Regions from separate parts of the Mus musculus genome. Here region 2 is linked to region 1. The links are chromatin contacts, called in public promoter capture Hi-C maps. All regions are on one chromosome and are shown on one strand. Each heading gives the region's core, a stretch centred on a gene start, on an enhancer-like site or on the middle of the called end of the contact. The rest is flanking DNA. Distances are from core to core; before and after follow the strand shown.

The links. Promoter capture Hi-C pulls out the DNA fragments that hold promoters and counts their contacts.
Region 2: a contact with region 1 is called in a promoter capture Hi-C map of pre-B cells, with 11 times the contacts expected there. The contact joins the promoter of Rfesd here to the promoter of Med10 in region 1. A contact is called at or near these places in 1 of 39 promoter capture datasets (pre-B cells) and 1 of 484 Hi-C or Micro-C datasets (CD4 T cells).

The regions. Positions count from the first base shown.
Region 1 is chr13:69,807,601-69,812,432 of GRCm38.p6, forward strand. Med10 (mediator complex subunit 10) reads left to right here and starts at 2,282. Exons shown (of 4, transcript NM_138596.2): 1 at 2,282-2,452; 2 at 4,007-4,090. The coding sequence starts at 2,331.
Region 2 is chr13:76,015,632-76,020,463 of GRCm38.p6, forward strand. Rfesd (Rieske (Fe-S) domain containing) reads right to left here and starts at 2,931. Exons shown (of 4, transcript NM_178916.5): 1 at 1,890-2,931. It also overlaps the pseudogene Gm4165.

The DNA of each region.
Region 1 (4,832 bases), core at 1,032-3,531:
AGGCTGGGAGATAGAAGTTTCTGATCTGGATCTTGGTATGGAGATCTTGAGGCATAGTGGCTATGGATTCCAGAAGATTAAATCTCCGAGTTCAAGGTCATCTGGGATTAAAGGTGTGGTGGAACACACCTTTAATCTGGGCTACATCTTCTGCTGGAGACAATATAAGGACATTGGAAGAAGGGAGTCTCACTCTTGCTCCCTTGCGTGCTTGCCGCGTGGGACTGAGTAACTGCTAGATCCTTGGACTTCCATTCACAGCTGCTACTGACCATTGTTGGGAGTTGGACTGCAGACTGTAACTCATCAATAAATTCCTTTACTATATAGAGACTATCCATAAGTTCTGTGACTCTAGAGAACTCTAACTAATACACTGGGTCACACCTACTAACAGCTTATAAGACATGGAAGAAAAATTTTGCCTGCTTGCCTTCACTCTCTCTGGCAAGTTCATCTCTCCTGTTGCCGGAGCCCATACTAAATCCAATGACCTTCAGATCCCAATGAAGACCATACCCTGATAGCTCTCCAGGAATCTCCCAGGAGTCCAGCAACAGATTGGGGGCGCAGAAACATGCAGCTCCGCGGAATGAACAGCAACTGGATTCTCAGTTTTTCCACCATGAATCAGCCATTGCTATATCACCCCTGACACACCCTGTCAGACACTCTAACACCACATATATAAAACTAAATATACATGCATTCAACATATCAGTTCTGGGCATTTGGAGAGCTGGGATGGCTAGTCTTGGTGGTCAACTTGACTACATATGGAATGAACAGGAATCCAGAAATAGAGGGTGTGTCTGTTAGGGACGTTTTTGCTTGGTTTGAAGTGGGTGGATCCATTTCTGCTCTGAACCTTTAAGATAAAAAGACATACACCTTTGATCTGGATAGTGAGGTGGGGAGGTGCAACTTTAATCTGGGCCACACCTTCTGCTGGAAGCCTATATAAGGACATGGAAGAAGGAAGCTTTTGTTCTTTGCCTGCTTGCCCTTGCCTTGCTAGCACATCCATTCCTTCACTGACATTAAAGTCTGATTCTTTGGGATTCCAGTGTATACTGAAGACCAGCAAAGACCAGCTGAGACATCCAGTGTCACGGACTGAACTGAGCAACTACTGGATTCTTGGACTCTCTGTTCACTGCCATCCACCATTGGAATAGCTGGACGGCAGCCTATAAGTTATTCTAATAAATTCATATTACGTGTGCGCTCTCTCTCTCTCTCTCTCTCTCTCTCTCTCTCTCTCTAAGTTCTGTTAGTCTAACACAGAGAACCTGTATACATCCCTTGGCATCCCCATTCTCCCTATTTGTCTCTCTCACTTGTCCCCTTGTCTCTCCTTTCATGAAGGTTGAAAGACTTACTTATATTTCTTCTTTTTGTCCTTCAGGACTGGTTTTCATATCAAATTCACCACCCCTTTTAATTGAATTGTGAAATGTTCCTTTTCTAGCACTTAAAAGTGTCTGCAGAAGTTTGAAATAATTTGTTCTTTAATGTTTGATTAATTTAAAAAGTGAGTTGAAAAGTACCTAGGGCTTAGGTATTTCCTTCTTTCCTTCCTCCCTCCCTCCCTCCCTCCCTTTTTTCCTTCTCTCTTTCCTTCTTTCTTTTCTTTTTGAAAGTGATTGTTGTCTCCTGGCCAGTTTTAAAAAGCATGGCTCTATTTTGACTTTCCCACTTAAATACATTTTCTTATTATGTATTGTGTGTCTGTGTATGCCGTGTGTGGGCATACCTGTGACACAGTACCTGTCTGGAGGTCAGAGGGCAGCTTATAGAATTCTGTTCTCTCCTCCTGCCATGTAGGATTCTGGAGACCAAACTCAGGTTGTCGGGGTTAGCAGCAAGCGTCTTCACCCACTGAACCATTTCACTGGGCCCAGATAATTATCTTTTAAAGAAAATTGCTTACATCTCGCAAGCTTTCCAGATTATGAACATACAAGGTCCACTGTATCTAAATTCTTGTCCTTCAATCTAGCTTTCTTTACTTCCCTGATGAGACTTGTTTTTTCTTTACTGAGAAAAGCTAGGTACCAGCTAAGAGTTTTCATTTTTGCCCCTTTACACATGCCTTTGCTGTGTTTTCCAGGTTAACATTTCCCACACACACAGTTCAGAAGCTTCCAAGCGGGTTTTCCCTTCAAAGGCTTACCCCGTCTCTTGCCCCGCCCATAGCGCCCGGGCCCCGCCCCCAGGAGGCCCCGCCCCCGAGGAAACGGATGTGGGCTTCCGGAAGCCGGAAGCGGGCGAGCACTGTGGACCCGGAGTCGCTCGGAGCTGAGGCTAAGAGGCGGGCGGAGCCGGCGATGGCGGAGAAGTTTGACCATCTGGAGGAGCACCTGGAGAAGTTCGTGGAGAACATTCGGCAGCTCGGCATCATCGTCAGCGACTTCCAGCCCAGCAGCCAGGCGGGGCTGAGCCAGAAGCTGTGAGTGACGGCCCGGCAGGGCTCGGCGCGTCTGTGCGAAGCCCCTGCCCGCCGGCCTTGGGGACCCCACTGGGGCTCTAACGTTCATCCCGGGTCCCCGAGGGGAGGCCGGTTCTATCCTGACCGGACCTCACAGGGGAGGCGAGTTCCGTCCTGACCGGGGCGGACGGGCTCCATCCTGACCCCACTGGAGGCCGGTTCCACCCTGACTCCACTGGGAAGGAGGATCTGACCGCACAGGAGAGGAGGCTCAGTCATGACCCCGCTGGGATAGAGGTAGCTCTAGGTCCATCCTGGCCGGACGTGGAAGGCCGGTTCCACCCTGACCCCATAGGGGAGGAGGATCCCTCCTGACCCCACAGGGGAGGCTGGCACCACTCTGACCCTACAGGACAGTCTGGGACTACCCTGATGCCGTAAGGGGAGGTAGGCACCACGGACACTCCACCCCACCCCACCGCACTGGGGAGGTTGACTTCACACCTCAGGGGGGCCCTGAGCCACCTGCTGCATAGGCCTCGCTGTGGAAGAAGGCCACCACAGAGGGTTGATTTCTTGACAGTATCTTGTGTAGGCCTTGGAATGGCCTACAGGGAAACAACACAGTGTTCAGGAGAAGGCCTCACCGCTTATATATGGGACACTTTCCAGGGATCTGGAGTGGTTCTGGAGGGAGCCGAGGTTCAACCCACTAGGGATGGGCTTTTTCCTTGCTGACTGTGGGTACTGCACTTAAACTGGAGCCCACTTCTCCACGCTGTCTACCCTGAAACTCCATTCAGTGACATGCACTCCAGAAAGCTCTGCTCTCTCTTCACCTCCTTTCTGAGTTTAGAAGGGAAAAATTAAGCATCTGAACATATTTTGTAAGTCCAAAGGTGTCCCCAGAATCCCGTGGCAATTAAGGGTTCAGGTGTGTGCAGCATTAGGGAGGAAGAAGCCTGTTAAGGTAGCTAGCGCCAGTCTCCCGACTTCCCTCTGATCCCAGCCACTGAGCTGCCTTGGTGCTGGTGCTCCTGGGTTAGGAAGGTAACATGAAGGTACAGGCAGAGCAGACAGGTAGTCAGGTTCATCTGGGAGAAGGAAGCCAGCATAGCCCTAGCTGAGACACGGCCAGTCCTGCCTCTAGTGTCTGGACCTGGAAGCCGCCTCTCTGTGTTCCCACCCAGGGGAGACCCTTTTCTGGAATGAGAGACTGCCCAAGAAACCATCTCTACCCACAGTTCAGTCTCTTAAAGCTGGGTACAGGATTGTGTCTCACTTGGGATGTTTACTAAGGTATAGAGTTGTGGTCTTGCCCCTCAAGGAGGGCTTTGTGGGATGGGAACAAGCTGGCGCATTGCCTAGACCAGAGCCTGCTGTGACTGGCCTTGTTCTCTTATCCAGTTCCCGTGGCTATCTCATACCCAGCTGCCACCTCAGTTATCTGCCCCGGTGTCCTTGACCTTGGCCGTTTTAACCCTCAGGAATTGAAGCACAGTGGCCAGTGCCGTGTAGGGGTGTGCTGTGCTGTCCTCTGAACTAACCACGTACCCCACTCTGCCTTTTTCCCAGAAACTTTATTGTTACGGGCTTACAGGACATAGATAAATGCAGACAGCAGCTGCACGATATCACGGTGCCTCTGGAAGTTTTTGAGTAAGTATCACTGGGTCTCTCTGATTCTTGGTTAGCTGTGAGTGCCAGTGAGAGGGAGGGAGGCGAGGCCCAGGTGCCACAGGCAGGACCACCAGTCTTCTAGGGTTGTAGTAGGCTAATGGGGTTAAAAAAGGATAACTCTCTCTCCAGTGTTGTGTTGTTGAGAATAGTGTCACATGAAAATATAAAAACATGCTTCCGAGTTCAGTGGAGAAAGGCCTTCAGGCCACAGGAAAACCTCATAATTCTTAAGAGCTATACCTGGGTGTGATGGCATAAGCCTTTGATCTCAGCACTTGGGAGGCAGAGGCAGATGGATCTCTGACTTGGAGATAAGTTTGGCCTATAGAGAGTTCCAGGACAGCCCAGGCTAGACAGAGAAACCGTCTTGAAAAGCAACAAGAGGTGTGTGTGAAGTGTATTGTCTGTCTGTCTGTCTGCCTGCCTATCTATCTATCTATCTATCTATCTATCTATCTATCTATCTATCTATCTATCTATAGATATAAATATAGATATAGACACACACAAACGTGGAAAAATATTGTAGTCTGATCTTTGAGAAGCTTCCCGTGGTAAGCTGAGCCTGGAAGGTGGTCCGTCTTGTGTTGGAGGAAGATCTCAGTCCAGGTGGCTGTGGGGAGGCATCTTTCTACCAGAGTCTGTCACAGCAGAAGCTCAGAGGAAAGTGTTCTGCAAAATCCAAGGAGCTGGTGCCTTTAGCTTGTTCCCAAACAGGCCT
Region 2 (4,832 bases), core at 1,681-4,180, 6.2 Mb after region 1:
CAAAACAGCAACCAACAGATTGAGAAAAGATCTTTATAAAATCTACATTTGATAGAGGGCTTATATCCAATATATAAAAAGAACTCAAGAAGTTAAGACTCCAGAGAACCAAATAACCCTATTAAAAATGGAGTACAGAGCTAAACAAAGAATTCTCAACTGAGCAATACTGAATGGCTGAGAAGCACCTAAAGAAATGTTCAACATCCTTAGTCATCAGGGAAATGCAAATCAAAACAACCCTGAGATTCCATCTCACAGTAGTAAGAATGGCTAAGATCAGAAACTCAGGTGACAGCAGATGCTGACAAGGATGTGGATAAAGAGGAACACTCCTCCATTGCTGGTGGTATTGCAAACTGGTACAACCACTCTGGAAATCAGTCTGGCAGTTCCTTAGAAAATTGAACAAAGTACTACCTGAGAACCCAGCTATACCACTCCTGGCCATATATCCAGAAGATGCTCCAACATTTAATAAGGGCACATGCTCCACTATGTTCACAGCAGCCCTATTTTTAATAGCCAGAAGCTGGATAGAACCCAGATGTCCCTCAACAGAGGAATGGATACAGAAAATGTGGTACATTTACACAATGGAGTACTACTCAGCTATTAAAAACAATGACTTCATGAAATTCTTAGGGAGATGGATGGAATTAGAAAATATCCTGAGTGAGGTAACCCAATCACAAAAGAACACACATGGTATGCACTCACTGATAAGTGGATATTACCCCAGAAGCTTGGAATACCCAAGATACAATTCACAGACTACATTAAGTTCAAAGAGAAGGAAAACCAATATGTGGGTACGTCTGTCTGTCTTAGAAAGGGGAACAAAATACCCATGAGACAAGATACAGAGACAAAGTGTGAAGCAGAGACTGAAGGAAAGGCCATCCAGAGACTGCCCCACCTGGGGATCCATCCCATCCATATACAGTTACCAAACCCAGACACTATTGTGGATGCCAACAAGAGCTTGTTGACAGGAGCCTGCTATAGCTGTCTCCTGAGAGGCTCTGCCAGTGCCTGACAAATACAGAGGTGGATGCTCTCAACCAACCATTGGACTGAACACAGAGTCCTCAATGGAGGAGCTAGAGAAAGGACCCAAGGAGCTGAAGGGGTTTGCAGCCCCATAGGAGAAACAACAATATGAACCAACCAGTATCTCCAGAGCTCCCAGGGACTAAACCACCAACCAAAGAGTACACATGGAGGAACCCATGGCTCCAGCAGCATAAGTAACAGAGGACGGCCTTGTTGAACATCAATGGGAGGAGAGGCCCTTAGTCCTGTGCAGGCTCGATGCCCCAGTGTAGGGGAATGCCGGGGCTGGGAAGCAAGAGTAGGTGGGTTGGTGAACAGTGGGAGGGGGTTTTCAGAAGGTAAACCACGAAAGGGGATAACATTTGAAATTTAAATAAAGAAAATATCTAATAAAAAAGAAATCTCTTGAAGAACAAGAAGGAGAAGGAGAAGCAGCACTGATACTTTCCAGGGAAGCTAATGAACGTCACGTTGAGTTATGAATCCTGCTGCTGTAGTCTTCCTACTAGGAAAAAAATAATGCCTTGGCTCTCCCTCCAAAATCACTGTTTTTAAAGTGCTATAGTGCTGGAGAACATAATTTTTAATACAGTTTTTGACAAAAAAAAATAAAAATAAAAAATGTTCTGTTCTACCATTGTCTTTAAAAATAAAAACTGTTTTGTTGTTCGTAGATCCCTAAAATTAGATTTCTTAAAGTGAGAATTCCATATAAAACTATTTGTTTTAGATAAGTGGATGGCCCCGACAGTTTTAAACACCTTTCTAATGTAGATAATTCATTCAAGTATAAAGTCACTGAAGACAAAAGACATGAAATTAAAGGTACTCACACTCATGTGTCACTCCTCTTGAGCAATGACTCAGGGACTCTTAGAGTGGGGACCTGGCCCACAAATTATCACAGTGCTTATCTCCAGGGTGACACCCTGGCTTTTAGGCTCAGGGAAGGGAAATGCTTTAGTCAGTAGCAGTTTGATGATAATAAATACATTTGACTAGCTACATTTCACTACCGCTTGGACACTTTGCGTGTAAATGTTCATTACTCCTCACAAAATTAAATATCTGTAAGCTCATATGTTGCTTGGTGTAACTTTCGTGTCACTAGCAGCCAGCGATTTATAAAAGAAAAGAAACAAAAAACAAAAAACATGTGGCCTGAAAGAAAATCATCTTGAAAGTCACAAAAACCGTTCGGCAAAAACGTATAGAGAGTTTTATATTCGCAGTGCACACATGTATCGGAAAAGATGGTTCTGAATGTTTATGTAGGAATGCTAATGTACAAGATTGTCTTCACAAATATCTAAAGTAAAACACTTGCCCAATTTAATGAAGCCGTGCAGCTGAGCGAATTACTGCCAATGTCTGGTATTAAAGATGACAAGGCGTTTCACCAGCGTCTGAATCCCGGACTGCTTCCTAAGAGGCCTGTATCATAGGGTGTGCAGAGGACAACCACGTTAAGGCACCTCTACTCTATACAGCTGGGTGCAACCGCAGGAAGCGCAGCAAGGCTGGTAGCCACCCCCATGGCTTTAGCAGTTCTCAAACCAGTTTTATTTGCTAAGAAGACAGGCCGCAGCTGCTAGATTGAGCGGCGCTAGGGACAGCACGGCAACCAGCAGTCGTCCCGACGGCCATCCCAGGAGAATATTTGGGGTGCGTGGGACGTCAGAAGGATTCGCTTTCATAGTTTATGGCACAAGTGCGGAAAAGCCTATTTAAATGGCTGCAGGTCCCGGCTGTGGCCCAACTGTCAAGGCGAACAGTTCACTGAGGCTCTTGCCAATGCCAGTCCACGAGGGTCCAAACGCTCCCTGCTCAGACACCCGAGGACTCGGAACCGCTGCCAGCGGACGCAGGAAGTGCAGGCCCGGGCGGTGTCCGACCGGAAGCAGCAGCGTGCCAGAAATCTCCGCCCCGCTCCCCTCACCCAATTCCCGCACCGCGAGAACCTAACTTACTGTGCTGGGGTCCTCGCCCCGCCCTCAACACCCAGCTCCCGCAGCCCCTGCGTCCTGCGCCTGCGCGACGCGAGTTTGTGAGGAGGCGGGGCAGGGGTCACGTGCTAGGAAGTACTGGCTCCCCTCCCGTCCCTCCATCAGGCTGCTGTCCTGTTTGTGGAATTTTTCTAGCTCTTGTGGGATATGAGTAGGTGCATCATTTTCTTTCTCTTTTCTTTTTTCAAAGAACGATAATCGGACTCACTCTAAATTTATCCAAATTTTAAATGCACTCAGCAATCTCATCCCTAAGCGAAATAATACCTAGAACATGGGAAAACTTTACAGCCATATACTGTATACCCAAAGGTCCAATTCCATACACTACACCATACAGGCTCCCATGTGTAATATGCTCTCTTTAACACAAATAACTCATTGCTTGAGATACAAATAGGTTAAGTATTTGTGTATACCAAAGCTTTTAAAAATTACTAGATTTAAGGGGAGATGGTGTGTTTTCACTTTCAATTTCTCTTTCAGTGTTACATTAAGAGCAACACAATAAGAACTCCCCATACTTATGCTCAGAGGTGCAAGCTAAATGAGTCTTACTGGTTTGCAAGCATTCTCTGTAAACTGGCACGTGGCAAGCTCTTATAGAGCCCACAACCCGGGCTGAAGTTGATCACTTGAACCCAAGTGTTGGGCAGCACAGACACCCTGCTTTAAAAAAAGAAAAAAGAAAAAAGAGGCCAGCAAGATGATTCATGGAGTAAGGGTGCTTGTAAACGGGACAGCCTGAGTTGTAGCCCAGAGCTCATTTAATGATGTAGGAACTGACTTAACAAACTATGCTGTAGCATGCATGTCCCTGCTCACACAGAATAATAAGGATTTTTTAAAATTAATGATCCTTTGATTCAATAGCTCATAATCTTGGCTAGGCTTTAGATCTGCCTAGGAATTAAAACAAACAAAACCAAAAAACAATAACAAAGCAACTTTGCCCAGTATACCAGATCAATGAAGTAAAAATCTTAGAAAGGATTCAATATATATTTTTGTTTTTTAATTTCTGAAAGCTTTTCATTTTTTCCCTCCCAGAAAGACCAACTGCAATCAGAGGGAGTGAAAGGTCAAGATTTTATTCATAACAAAATCAGCTTAGAACTGGATCACTTGGCCCTTTCTCTTCTTGTCGCCTCACAATTCAAAATGCTCACATCTCTTAATAGCCAGCATCCTCTTAGATCTGCAGTTGGGCTCAATGCACTCCAGTCTCAGCACAATCTTCTTTGTAGAAGCCTTTTTGCGGAAAATAGGCTTAGTTTGTCCACCATAGTCACTTTGTTTCCTGTCATAACGCTGCTTACAAAGAATCCTTGTCCTTCTTGTACTGTGTCACCTTGTGGGGTTGGTCCTTTCCATATTTCTTACAGAATATCTGGTGGACCCTAGGCATGTTCATCATGTTCACAGGATCACTAACTTCCAAAATTATTACACTGTGAATCCAAAATTGGACGTTGAAATCTGTATTTAACATACTAACACAGTGATTTCAGTGCCCCAAAGGACTGGGGACCTGAGACTCAGGGGTCTTGTTCACTTATCCTGGTGTGTTGCATACATTTTTTTTCTTTCAAGACAAAGTTTTGCTGTGTTATCCAGGTTGATCTCAGACTTGTGAGCTCAAATGATTCTCTCAAATCACCCTCCAAGTTTTCTCAAGTCACAGCACTCACAGGTGTGTGCCATCATATCTGGCTTATCCAAATATTTACAAAATGAGCCCCAACAAGTAAAACACAGAGAAGTCCAGAA